2 separate regions of the Triticum aestivum genome follow, and region 1 is linked to region 2. A link is a contact called in public Hi-C data. All regions are on one chromosome and are shown on one strand. Each heading gives the region's core, a stretch centred on a gene start, on an enhancer-like site or on the middle of the called end of the contact. The rest is flanking DNA. Distances are from core to core; before and after follow the strand shown. Region 1 holds the start of LOC123060835 (transcription elongation factor SPT6 homolog). Region 2 holds the start of LOC123162635 (EID1-like F-box protein 3).

Region 1 (6,446 bases), core at 846-3,345, 490 kb after region 2:
TGTGTGCTACCAAACGTCACAACGTAACTGAGTGATTATAAAGGTGCTCTACAGGTGTCTCCGAAGGTACTTGTTGGGTTGGCGTATTTCGAGATTAGGATTTGTCACTCCGATTGTCGGAGAGGTATCTCTGGGCCCTCTCGGTAATGCACATCACTTAAGCCTTGCAAGCATTGCAACTAATGAGTTAGTTGCAGGATGATGTATTACGAAACGAGTAAAGAGACTTGCCGGTAACGAGATTGAACTAGGTATTGAGATACCGACGATCGAATCTCGGGCAAGTAACATACCGATGACAAAGGGAACAACGTATGTTGTTATGCGGTCTGATCGATAAAGATCTTCGTAGAATATGTGGGAGCCAATATGAGCATCCAGGTTCCGCTATTGGTTATTGGTCGGAGACGTGTCTCGGTCATGTCTACATTGTTCTCGAACCCGTAGGGTCCACACGCTTAAGGTTTCGATGACAGTTATATTATGAGTTTATGAGTTTTGATGTATCGAAGGAGTTCGGAGTCCCGAATGAGATCGGGGACATGACGAGGAGTCTCGAAATGTTCGAGACGTAAAGATCGATATATTGGACGACTATATTCAGACATCGGAAAGGTTCCGAGTGATTTGGGTATTTTTCGGAGTACCGGAGAGTTACGGGAATTCGCCGGGGAGTATATGGGCCTTATTGGGCCATACGGGAATAGATGAGAGAGGCCAAAAGGAAGGAGGCGCCCCCCTCTGGTCCGAATTGGACAAGGGGTGCAACCCACTTTTCCTTGTTCCTCTCCCCCTCTTTTCTTCTCTCCTACTCAAACAAGGGAAGGATGAGTCCTACTCCCGGTGGGAGTAGGACCCCCCCTTGGCGCGCCCTCCTCCTAGGCCGGGCGCCTCCCTCCCTTGCTCCTTTATATACGGGGGCAGGGGGCACCCCATAAAAACAACAATTGATCATTGATCTGTTAGCCGTGTGCGGTGCCCCCCTCCACCATAATCCTCAATAATATTGTAGCGGTGCTTAGGCGAAGCCCTGCGACGGTAGAACATCAAGATCGTCACAATGCCGTCGTGCTGACGGAACTCTTCCCCGACATTCTGCTGGATCGGAGTCCGGGGATCGTCATCGAGCTGAACATGTGCTAGAACTCGGAGGTGCCGTAGTTTCAGTGCTTGATCGGTCGGGCCGTGAAGACGTACGACTACATCAACCGCGTTGTTATAACGCTTCCGCTTCCGGTCTACAACGGTACATAGACAACACTCTCCCCTCTCGTTGCTATGTATCACCATGATCTTGCGTGTGCGTAGGAATTTTTTTAAAATTACTACATTCCCCAACATGAGCACCTGTAGAACACCAGCAGGCACGCCGCAAGGGCTGACCGGCGCTGGGGAGGCACCACCGGAAGCACACCAAAAAGCCGCACCTTGAAGCCATGGCCGCAGCTCAGATGGAGAAGAGCGTCGTGAGGATGAGAGGGAAGGGGGATTGTAAGCCGGATACAATTGCGTGTGTGTGTGTGGGTGGGTGGGGGGGAATGTATAGGTTAGACATGATTTGTGTTAAACCCTAAAATATATAACCCCCCCCTAGCAATGCACGACACCAGCACTAGCCGTGACCAGTGTCGGAGGATGGGCCGCGGGTACAAAAAGAGAAAGACAAAGAGGAGGAAGAAGATGGCGATCATAGAATTTTATCACCGAAGAAAAATAGACAACTGATGCTTAGTTGCTCTCATTGTATCCACTAAAGAAATTAAAAAAATGATATATATTTGAAGGACTTCACTCGATTCATTTAGTCATCAGTTTGATTTATTTTTCTGTATTTCGCCCGTAGCAACGTACGAGCATTCTACTAGTATTGACGGTGTTGTACTGGGCTGGTAACAAATGCATTTTGGGTGCGATCATCTATCCAACCAAAAGTTGACCCGAACATCACCACTAGACCCTGTGAAAAGAACGATGTCACAATAATACCCTCGCGGGAAGCAAAGCAGAAACCTACTCGCAGATATTACAGTGGTATCAAATAAATACAGGGGCCGTATTGAAAACAAACTACCCCCAAATCCATTCTCATTACTTAACCGACCCCTCCCCAATCGCAGCACACTCTCCACCGCCCCACCTCCAAGCCCCCGGCGACCAAAGCCCCGCCTCGACCTCGCCGCCGCACCAGCCCACGGTTCGCGGCTACCCGGCCGCCGCCGGATTCGCCTCCTCGCCGGCGGGTGAAGTCGGTCGACCCTCGGCTCAGGCGCTTCGCATCGCCCGCCCCCTCGGCGTCGGCTCGGGCACGGGCCGCTCTCCCCTTCCTCGAAACCCTAGATTCCGCCGCCCCGCGCGCGGTGCGATCGTGCGGCTCGCGGCCTCCCGCGATGCCCATATAAGGAGCGCACCCCCCTCCCCCGAGGCTCTCGATACAACCGCTCTCGCGCTCTAGGGTTTGCGCCGCCGCCGCCTCGAGGACAATGGGACGCACGGTGGTTTCCGACGACGAAGGTACGCGATTTCGTTGCTGATTCCTGCGGTTTCGCGTGTTTTGGTGCCCTCGGCGGCGGTTTGTGCGCGTTTTCTGATGGGAAAAGCTCGTGCGTCTGTTCGAACCCTAGAGGACGACTTCATCGAGGCCGAGGAAGAGGACGAGCCGCGGCCGTCACGGAGGGCCAGGGATGATGTCGACGAGCAGGACGACGATGAGGAGGAGGAGGACGACGATGAAGGTTAGTTTCTCCTAACGATCTCTCCATCAGGTTTGCTCGCGTGAGCGATTTTGTGGCTTGATTTATCCTTTCCTCTCGATTGGAATGCTTTTATGTGCTGTGCGGTACTGTGCTTCGGGCGTTCTCTTGCTTGATTTCTTATTTCAGTTGTTCTTGTTGTCTATTACGATGTTTTGGTATCGATTCCAGTTTGCAGCAGTTGCCTTTTTCTAGTTGAATCGCCTGTGATTGTGGTTTCGAGCTAGTACAGCAATAACGGGGTGACCTTGTTTATGAGCAGATGAGGGACAAAATGAGTACGAGAAGGATGGCTTCATAGTGGATGATGCGGATGAAGACGAGGAGGAGGAGGAAGAGGAGGCAAGAGCTAGTGATGATGAAAGACGCAAGAAGAAAAAGAAAAGAAAGAAGAAGAGGTAGTTGCTTTTATGCCTCTCATGAAACAGAGTATGTCTTCTTCTTTGTGAGTTTCTAAACTACAAGAGATGTGGCCAGAGAAACGGAGGATTTCGAGCTTGATGAGGATGACTACATGTTGCTCCAGGATAATAACATTACCGGCATCACTCGTCCGAAGCCTCCTGTATGTTTGAAGATAATCTTTGTGTCTGTTTCGGACTCCCATGAGTTTTTGCAGGCTTCTCAGTAATGTTCCTTTTCATTTTTCCTACGGCAGGAAAACAAGTTTAAGCGGTTGAAGAAGGCAGGACGGGAATCTGAAATGGATGGGCGTTCTGGCTTCTCTGATCATGACGGAGCAGGAAAAAGCCGGACTGCTGAGGAGACAGTTCGTAGCTCCTTGTTTGGTAATGAAGGTACGTGCTTCTGAATCCTTTTCACGTTGCTTGTTTTCCAATGCTGGAAGTTTCCTGTCTAATTTTTAATTCGCTGCAATATCATTTGCTCAGAACCGTTTGAGGAAGATTTTGTCGAGGAGGATCAGCAGGTAGATGAAGATGAGGTTGGTGAAGATGATATGGATGATGAAATGGGCGATTTCATTGTGGACGAAGAGGAAATCGATGTGAATGGCCAAGTTGTGAAGTATGCTCTTATGTTCTGTATTGTGTGTTAATGGTTCTCTATCCATGTGAAATTATTCAGACCTTATATTTGTATTAATTGCACACATGCTTTTGTACTGCAGAAGGAAGAAGGTTAAAAGAAAGCCTCTGCGACAAGCTGCAGGTGTATCATCATCTGCGCTACAAGAGGCCCATGATATATTTGGGGATGTTGATGAGCTATTAGCACTAAGAAAGCAAGAGCTTGAGAGGGATGCTATTAATTCTGGCGAGTTGAGAGGAAACAGGCTTGAAGATGAGTTTGAACCATTTATTCTTGCAGAAAAGTATATGACACCAAAGGACGAGCAGATAAAAGAAACTGATATACCTGAGAGGATCCAGGTAAGTTACCAGTTAGACACGTTGGAAGTCTGTCTTGATTTTGGTTTGTAATGCATATCTGATTCATAATTGCTTCTTCCTCAGCTGTCTGAAGAGTTAACTGGCCATCCTATAGATGGCGAGGCAAATAGAGAGGAAGAAAGTGTATGGATACACAACCAACTAACGGGGGATGGGTTTCTGTCCCTTTTTAGCAATGAGCAAGTGAACAGGGAGATTGATCAGAGCGACATCGTGAATGTCTTGAACATGCTACATACCCACAAATTTGAAGTACGAAAAACTATAGGATCTTGTTGCATAATTTCTTATGTTTGATCTGCTGACGTGGTTATTGTTGCCTGTTAGGTTCCATTCATTGCAATGTACAGGAAGGAAAGTTGCCTGAGTCTGTTAAAAGATAATGATTCCAATGAACAAGCAAATGAAGAAGAAAAACGTAAAATGAAGTGGCATAAGGTAACTGTTCAGTGTCCACTACTAGACAGGTGTTAGTCTCCCTTAATTATCAAGATTTTACAATTGCTGACACAGTTCGTCTGTTGTTTGTAGCTGCTTTGGGCTGTTCAGACCTTAGACAGAAAGTGGCTTCTTCTTCAGAAGCGCAAGGTTGCTTTGCAGGTTTACTATGAGAGAAGATATGATGACGAGAAACGAAGAATAGACGATGTTACAAGACAGGCACTTAATCGACAACTCTATAACTCTATCAGTGAGGCACTGAGGGATGCAAAATCAGAGAAAGAAGTGGAGGATGTTGACGCGAAATTCAATTTACATTTCCCTCCTGGCGAAGTTGAAGAAGTAGGTCAATTTAAGCGGCCAAAAAGGAAATCCTTGTACAGTATTTGTCATAAGGCAGGGTTGTGGGAGGTTGCTAACCAATTTGGTCGGAGTGCTGAGCAATTAGGCCAGCATCTAACTTTAACGAGGATACCTGTAAGTGATCTAATCTCACACTTTGCATTATCATTCTATGGAAGGATACTGCATATGCAACCTATTCTTGATCTGCATATGACATTCTGTGCCCTGGCTAAATCTATTGTACCCGTGACACCTTATCTGCTTCTGCTGCTTTCAGGAAGCGGGTGAGCTTGACAGTGGAAAAGATTCTCCTGAAGATGTTGCTGCAAATTTCACATGCGCAATGTTTGAAACGCCACAAGATGTTCTTCGGGGTGCTAGACACATGGTACCATCATCTTACAAATTTAACAAGTCCTCATAGGAAGCTAGGCTATTCATTTCATCTGACCTGATCCAGTTTCATTTATTTTATCTTATCAGGCAGCAGTTGAGATCGGTTGTGAGCCCATTGTAAAAAAGCATATCAGGTTTATCTTCATGAATAAAGCAGTTGTATCAACAAAGCCCACACCTGAGGGTCATTTGGTCATAGATCCTTACCATCAATTATCAGGTGTGAAGTGGCTGCATGAGAAACCACTAAACAAGTTTGGAGATGCTCAGTGGCTTCTTATTCAGAAAGCAGAGGAAGAAAAACTTCTCAAGGTTACCATAACATTGCCAGAGGATGCAAAGAAAGCGCTCATGTCTGAGGCTCGTGAGAATTACTTAAGTGACTGTGTCAGCAAGTCTGCACAATTGTGGGATGAGCAACGGAAGATGATACTGGATGATGCCTTCTTGAATTTTCTACTTCCATCAATGGAGAAGGAAGCTCGATCACTGTTGACAGCAAAAGCCAAAAGTTTTCTGTCTATGGAATATGGGAAACAGTTCTGGGACAAGGTTTCTGTTGGTCCTTGGAAGAAGAAGGATGCGGACAAGAAGGATTCGGACATTGATCTGGATGATGAATCAGAGTTACGAGTAATGGCCTGCTGCTGGGGTCCTGGGAAGCCAGCAACCACATTTGTAATGCTAGACTCATCAGGAGAATTGGTTGATGTTCTGTATGCTGGTTCTATTAGTCTTAGATCTCAAGGTGTTGCTGAGCAGCAGCGGAAGAGGAATGATCAGCAGAGGGTTCTGAAGTTCATGACCGACCATTCGCCACATGTTGTGTGTGTAGGAGCTTCAAATTTGAATTGCAGACAACTCAAGGATGATATTTATGAGGTATAATTTATCTTATTTGTTTGCAAGTGAATTATGGCTGGTATTGTTTCTGTTCATAAGTATACGCTTGATGTTGTTCTCCTTTCATCTGTTCGTTATTTCGACTGGCATAATGTATCACCAAGTCCGGTCACGACCATTGATCAGTTATTGCTGCCAATGCAGAAATTATTATCGTTGATTTTCTTTTGTCAATTGCATGGTAGCCTATTTTTCTCCT
Region 2 (6,002 bases), core at 1,660-4,159:
TGATGGTGCAGGCCACCGCCGCCAGTTCAGTATCGAATCGAACATTCCTGCTTGGGTAGGCGGGATGCAACGGCATCACTTACAAGCATCGACAGCACTTTTATCTGAAACTCTGAATTCCGAACGTGCCACTGCAGTGCAGCCCAGGCTCCGGGGCCTCTCCTCCGTGACCCGTGACAGCCGCCGCAATGCATCAGCCATCACCTAGGCCTAGCTATTCGATCGAGCTTGACGACAGTGGTTCTACCTTTAAGCAATGGTGACTGGTGCATGGCAGATTCGCGAGCCATGGCCTGTCCATTCTGTTGTCCATTTGTCTGTCATGAACCGAAGAAGTGGCTCACCAGACGCGGAGGACAGGGAGGGAGGAGCGATGCCGGCGGCATGGAGAACAAATCGACGCCGATGCTAGAAACTCAGCCATGAGATCGCCTCGAATGGAAACTAAGGTAATCAATCAATCAATCCATGGCGTAGGTCATGAAATTCAGCCATGAGATCCTACTATAGGAGTAGTTTATTTCAGGTAAGTTGCGGCCGCGGGAGGTCGCTCGAAAGAGCAAGTCTGAATCTGTAGCTGGCGCCGCACCAACGCACGTCGCTTCTGAACCGATAGAAGAAACAAACAGCTGTGCGGCAGTGCAAAAATGGATTGCAGCAAGGCCACAGGAGCCACGAGATTATACAAAGCCAACAAAACAAACGGGGAATATGCTTCTACTCTACTGCATTTTCATGTGGCTAAGACAAGCTCTTCGCGTCACAGCTCCATGTGCCCGTCGTCGCTGTCGGCCGTGGCAGTGAACCCGTCGTCGTCAGAGTCGGTGTCCTCGCCACCGCCGTCGCTGGAGGAGAGGCGCGCGAGCCAGCAGCTGCCGTGGAGGTGGCCGCTGACGCAGACAAAGTACTCGAGGCGGCCCTCGTGCGCGCCGAGCCGGCGGCACGCGCTGCGGGGCGCGAGGCCGGCCGCTGTGACGCTCCAGACGCGCGCGCCGCAGTAGGGGCAGCGCACGCGGGGCTCCAGCGGGGCGCGCCCGCCCACCAGGCAGGCGCGCGTGCGGGAGCGCATGAAGCCGCGGAACACGCCGCGGTAGGCGCCCACGTCCTCGTCGGCCGCGGCGCCGGCCGCCGCGTGCTCGCACGGGTCCGACACGTACAGCAGGTCCCCGCCGCAGCGGCGCGACAGGAAGCTCCGGCCGGACGTCTTGGAGAAGCGCGACACGGGCGCGAAGTGGCCCCGCACGCCGGCCCCCGCCGCGCCGCAGCAGAAGAGCAGCAGCTTCGCCAGCGCCGGCCACCCGCCGCCCACGCGGCCCGACGCGGCCGAGGAGCCCGTGGTGAGCGTGGACACCATCCGCGGCGCGCGCGAGACGCAGAGCTCCCGCCACAGCACGCGCTCCGCGACGGCGCGCAGGCGGCGGCTGACCCGCGCCACGGAGCACAGCGCCTGCGGGTCCCAGTTGAGCGCCCGGAACACCAGCGCCAGCACCTGCTCGTCCAGGATCCCCACGTTCACCCCGCGGATCCGCGCCCCAATGCCGCGCCCCCCGCTGCTCCACTCGTCGGCGATGCCGATGCCGATGCCGCCGCTCGCGTTCGCCTTGCTGCCGCCCCCGCCGCCGGCGCTGCCAACGCGCAGCCGCCTCATCTCCCGCGTTCCCTCGCTCATGCTAACCGAATGCTACCCAACCCGTGCACCGAGCCAACGGAGTCCGGCGACTCCCTCCCGGCGCCTCCGCGCGTGCCAGCCGAACCTAGTTGCCCGACGTGGTGGTGTGACTCTGAGCGTGACTGCGATTCGCGAGTACGAGCGCGGAGCGGGGCGGCGCCGGCGGGTGGGCAGTTATATACGTGGGCGGCCGTCCCGTCCGTGCTCCCTGGAGGCGACCCCGACCCGGCCAGCCAGCCCTGCTCCTCTTGTCGCCGCGCCGCGCGTGACAATTGTACGGCTCGGCCGCAATAGCCGCTCGCGGTACGGTTGCGATCAGAAAAGCGATCCTTGTCGCACTCCCCCGCACGCAAAATATCTCCATCATCCCCGCACGCTAATCCCTCTTGCCTTGCGTGCCGTCTGCCGTGCCCCCGTCAAAACAGTGCCGTTCTTGGACCGGAGCAGCGCCTGTCGCCACCGCCCGATCCAGGCTCGCTGCCCGGACAGAGCGCGCCGGTGCTGCGCATGCGGGTGCAGCACAGCGCTGCTCGCCATCCCCAAAATATCTTGCGCGCACACTGCCAATCTTAGTTTACTTTGCCATGTATCATGCGAGCTTAGTTTACTTAGCTGACGTACAGTATCCACGGCGGGCACACTGGCGGACGGGACGCGTGCCCCGGCGGTCGCGCCTGCGCGCCCGTGCTCTGGGGCGACACGTGCCGGCCGGGCCTCGCTTGGCGGGGGACGCGTGGCGCGATCACGGCGGCTGGCACCGGATAGTCTCAGGATTCGGTTGGCTCCTCGGCCGGGGGTGGCGGCGGTGCCGACGCGTGTGGCTGCCGGGAAGACCACACGCGGAAATATCTGGGGCTACGCGGCGCGCCTGGGTTGGCCGAGCGGCACACGCGTCCGATAATTAGCTCGGTCGCTCGCTGCGGGCGTTCCGTTTCTTTGCCGCTACGTACGTACTGGATCAAGATCCACCAATCATCAGATCTGCTGCACGCACAACGGTGGGATTGCATTTATTTCGTCTTGTGGGAGAAGGGTGGAGATGTACGTTACGCAGGGTTTGATAAATGAGTGAATGACGTCTCGGGGCTAAATTTCATGTTTTGACTCTTTTCTGAAGCCTATTCGAGATTTGACCTTAGTTTAAAAAAATTTCGAGATCTGATCCTTTTGCTACCGCCAGGGACCATGGCGATAGGAACCGGCTCCTCTAACTTAGCTACTGTGAAGTTAGAAGCCTAACTTAGCCACATTTCATCCGTTGGATCTAGAATAAATGGCTGAGATCTATCGCTACAGTTCTTAAACAGTGTCAATTGCTACAGGTAACAAACAGTGATTTTAGCTACACTGCTCGTCCAAACAGTATGCTACAACCCCATGTGAACAGTGTAGAATCTTGACCATCTATTTTCCATCTGATGGTTCACAGACTAAGTTAGAGTACTGTTTCCCTAACTTCATAGGAGCGAAGTTAGAGGAGCCAGTTCCTGGCGATAGGCACTGTCAAGGTCCTTGACGGTAGGGTTGCATGCCCTACCGCCAAAAAACTATTAAGTATTGAACACAGTGCGTACTCGTGCCTACCGCCAAGCACTTTGGTGGTAGGGTTGTGCAGGCTATCACCAGCCCGGTTGGCGGTAGCGATGTTTCCTACCGCTAAAGTCCCTGGCGGTAGGCTGTTAACCCTACCGTCATGGACTCTGACGGTAGCAAAAGGATTAGATCTCAAAAAAAATTAAACTGAAGTCAAATCTCGAATAGATTTCAAAAAAGGGTCAAAATACGAAAATTTGCCACGTCTCGGCTGGCTCTCGCTCCGGTGCGATGGGATGCCCAGGAAACGGGGTTCCTTCAATCATTCGTGGTGTCGGGGGCGATGTCATGGAGGAAGCATCGCCTCGCAGTTCACACAAGCATGGTTTTTTTTCCAGTTCGAATCACGCAAGCATGCTTGTTACTGTCATCAGGTGCTACTGTGCTAGTAACACATCAGAGTCCTTGCCATGTCAAAAAAAAAAAAGATTTCGTGCTGACACACAACTACGAGGTTTTTTCTTCACAGAAATCTCTACTCCTAGAGAGGTGTCCGTAATCGTTTCGTTTCGTCTGTCCCTTCGATCGATCGATCAGAACCCCTCCCCGCACGACATCTCTACTCCTAAAGGGGCAGTCTATAATCGTTTCGTTTCGCTTTGTTTCGTTGTCCCTTCGACCGATCGATCAAAATCCCTTCCCTCACGGTAAAAAGGAAAAAAAAATAGAGAAAGGAAGCAATGCATGGGATCTGATTACTTTAGACTTCTTTTTCTCGCGTGTGTTTGTATGCGTGCGTTGGTGTTGGTTGTGTGCATCTTCTCTATGCAGCGGTCGGATGTGTGCGGCATGTATTCACTTGAATCTTGATGCACCTTTTTTGAGCCAATAAAATTCACCGTTTGGGTTAAAATGATACTATGTGGACCCTTTTACTCTTATCAATTGATTCAAAGGATTCTAATGATATGCAAAGACATGAAAAATAAAGTAATTGCAATGGGATGTCAACAGATCGTATATTGTTTTTTATCTTGTTTTTTGCAAAAATGATAGGATTCTATTATAAAAGTTTATCGAAAATACAAATCATCTCAAACATAATAAAAATTACATCGAGATTCTGAGACCACCGAATGACCACTAATGCCATCAGAACGAGCTGCTGTCGCCGCTCCCCTACCGGAGCCTTCTTGACCTTGTCCATGACAGCCAGGAAGTCTTTGTGCACATGCCTTTAAGGACCAGCGCCCTGGAACCGCAGTCGTCGCCGTTAACCCTTGCATAAATCTGAAGCACATGGCACCAAATCTCGTCACATGACGAGAAATTCTAACCGCACTGCCCTAGGGAGATGACAAGAATCTGCGTCAAAACTCCATCGTCTACGTCCGAAGTGACAAGCTTGATGAGGATCGAAGCCCAGAAGAAACACCGTCATCCGCCCAAGAGTCGTACCTGCGAGGTCTAAAAAACTCTAACCTAAACTACTAACCGGAGCTGAGGCACCAGGATTCTCCTCTCTGCTACCAGCCGCCAAAGCGGCAGGTAGAGGAGAGGCGCATCAACAGGCTCACCGGTGAAGTCTAGAGGGAAAACTTTGCCCTAGCGACCTAGGGTTAGGGGAGGAAACAAGAGGAAGTAAGAATATAATGCTACATTATTGGGTACCATATATTGCACCGAACAAACAATATAGGAAGTAAATTTAAATCCTGCAAATGAAACCACCTCATTTTTAAACAGAAGAGGCCGCCCTGTACGCTTTGAACTAGTAAAATAGGGAGGTGAAATGAAAAGAGACATCGTGGTGGCCCTGTGCAGCGGGTCCAGCGGATCCACTCTGTCATACAGACCACAAGTGCTTGCCTCAAACCTGCAAGTTGCTGCCATGGAAACACACATTTTTTTGTTTCATATTCCTGGACGATCCCCTTCTTATGCATGTCAGTGAAGCATGCAATGACAAGACAGGTTCACACCAAGCATGCAACTCTTTTTTTCGAGACAAACAGCCATGTATTACTCACTGTCAGCATGAGAATCACGCTGGATACAGGCATTTAGGAATACAGGAACCTGATACATCCAAGTACTCACAAGTCACAACATTCGATTTGGAGCCCTTTTTGGCTGTGTGGTGAGCAGCCATTTTGGCTTCTCTTCTAAGTTCTAACATGATGAGGACGTGGGCATAGCCCAGTGGTTGGGGGCGCATGATTGTAAACCTAACGACCAGAGTTCGATCCACGTCGGGGACGAATTTCTGGAATTCTCATGAGGGATGCTTCTTCTTTATCAATAAAACCGTGGGTGCTAGTGCCCATGGAGTTTCATTTTTTTTTTAAGTTCTAACATGATTAAGCTCAAAAGATATACACACCCTAGCAAGATCTTGGATTTGATACACCATAGGGAGGATACACGAACTATTAACGTTCCTACTACGCCACAAATTAATCAACTCAAGGCTATCAATTTCCATAATCACCTTCAGCAGGTCCAGGTTGCACCCTAGATCTGCTCCGTCCCCGCGAGCAAGAGCTTCAGCAGTGATAATATTAGGGAGGGCTTCACACCATTTGTTCCTTGTTGCAATAACCCAACCCTGGTCATCCCGAATGATCACCCCTGTGGCTCCTTGTCGAGTATCCAAATTGAAAGATGCATCAACATTCGCCTTTACAAAACCTACAGGGCGGCGTTTCCATTTAATGATTCTAGCTTCTTCTTTCTCCTTTGCATCAGAATTTGATGTTTGGATCATATCTGATGCCATCTCCCCATGGTATCTTTTATT

The links. Hi-C and Micro-C count contacts between places; a contact is called where the count stands out from the background.
Region 1: a contact with region 2 is called in a Hi-C map of leaf, with 4 times the contacts expected there. The contact joins the promoter of LOC123060835 here to the promoter of LOC123162635 in region 2. A contact is called at or near these places in 2 of 5 Hi-C or Micro-C datasets (both in leaf).

What each region holds. Positions count from the first base shown.
Region 1 is chr1A:504,786,001-504,792,446 of IWGSC CS RefSeq v2.1, forward strand. LOC123060835 (transcription elongation factor SPT6 homolog) reads left to right here and starts at 2,096. Exons shown (of 17, transcript XM_044483693.1): 1 at 2,096-2,511; 2 at 2,622-2,732; 3 at 3,013-3,148; 4 at 3,228-3,315; 5 at 3,409-3,547; 6 at 3,641-3,776; 7 at 3,880-4,141; 8 at 4,226-4,414; 9 at 4,490-4,600; 10 at 4,694-5,080; 11 at 5,226-5,336; 12 at 5,432-6,226. The coding sequence starts at 2,481.
Region 2 is chr1A:504,297,910-504,303,911 of IWGSC CS RefSeq v2.1, forward strand. It overlaps LOC123162635 (EID1-like F-box protein 3), which reads right to left and starts at 2,910. Exons shown (of 1, transcript XM_044580434.1): 1 at 505-2,910. The coding sequence starts at 1,669. The coding sequence ends at 761. LOC123060830 (phosphatidylinositol-glycan biosynthesis class X protein) reads right to left here. Exons shown (of 8, transcript XM_044483681.1): 8 at 5,562-6,002.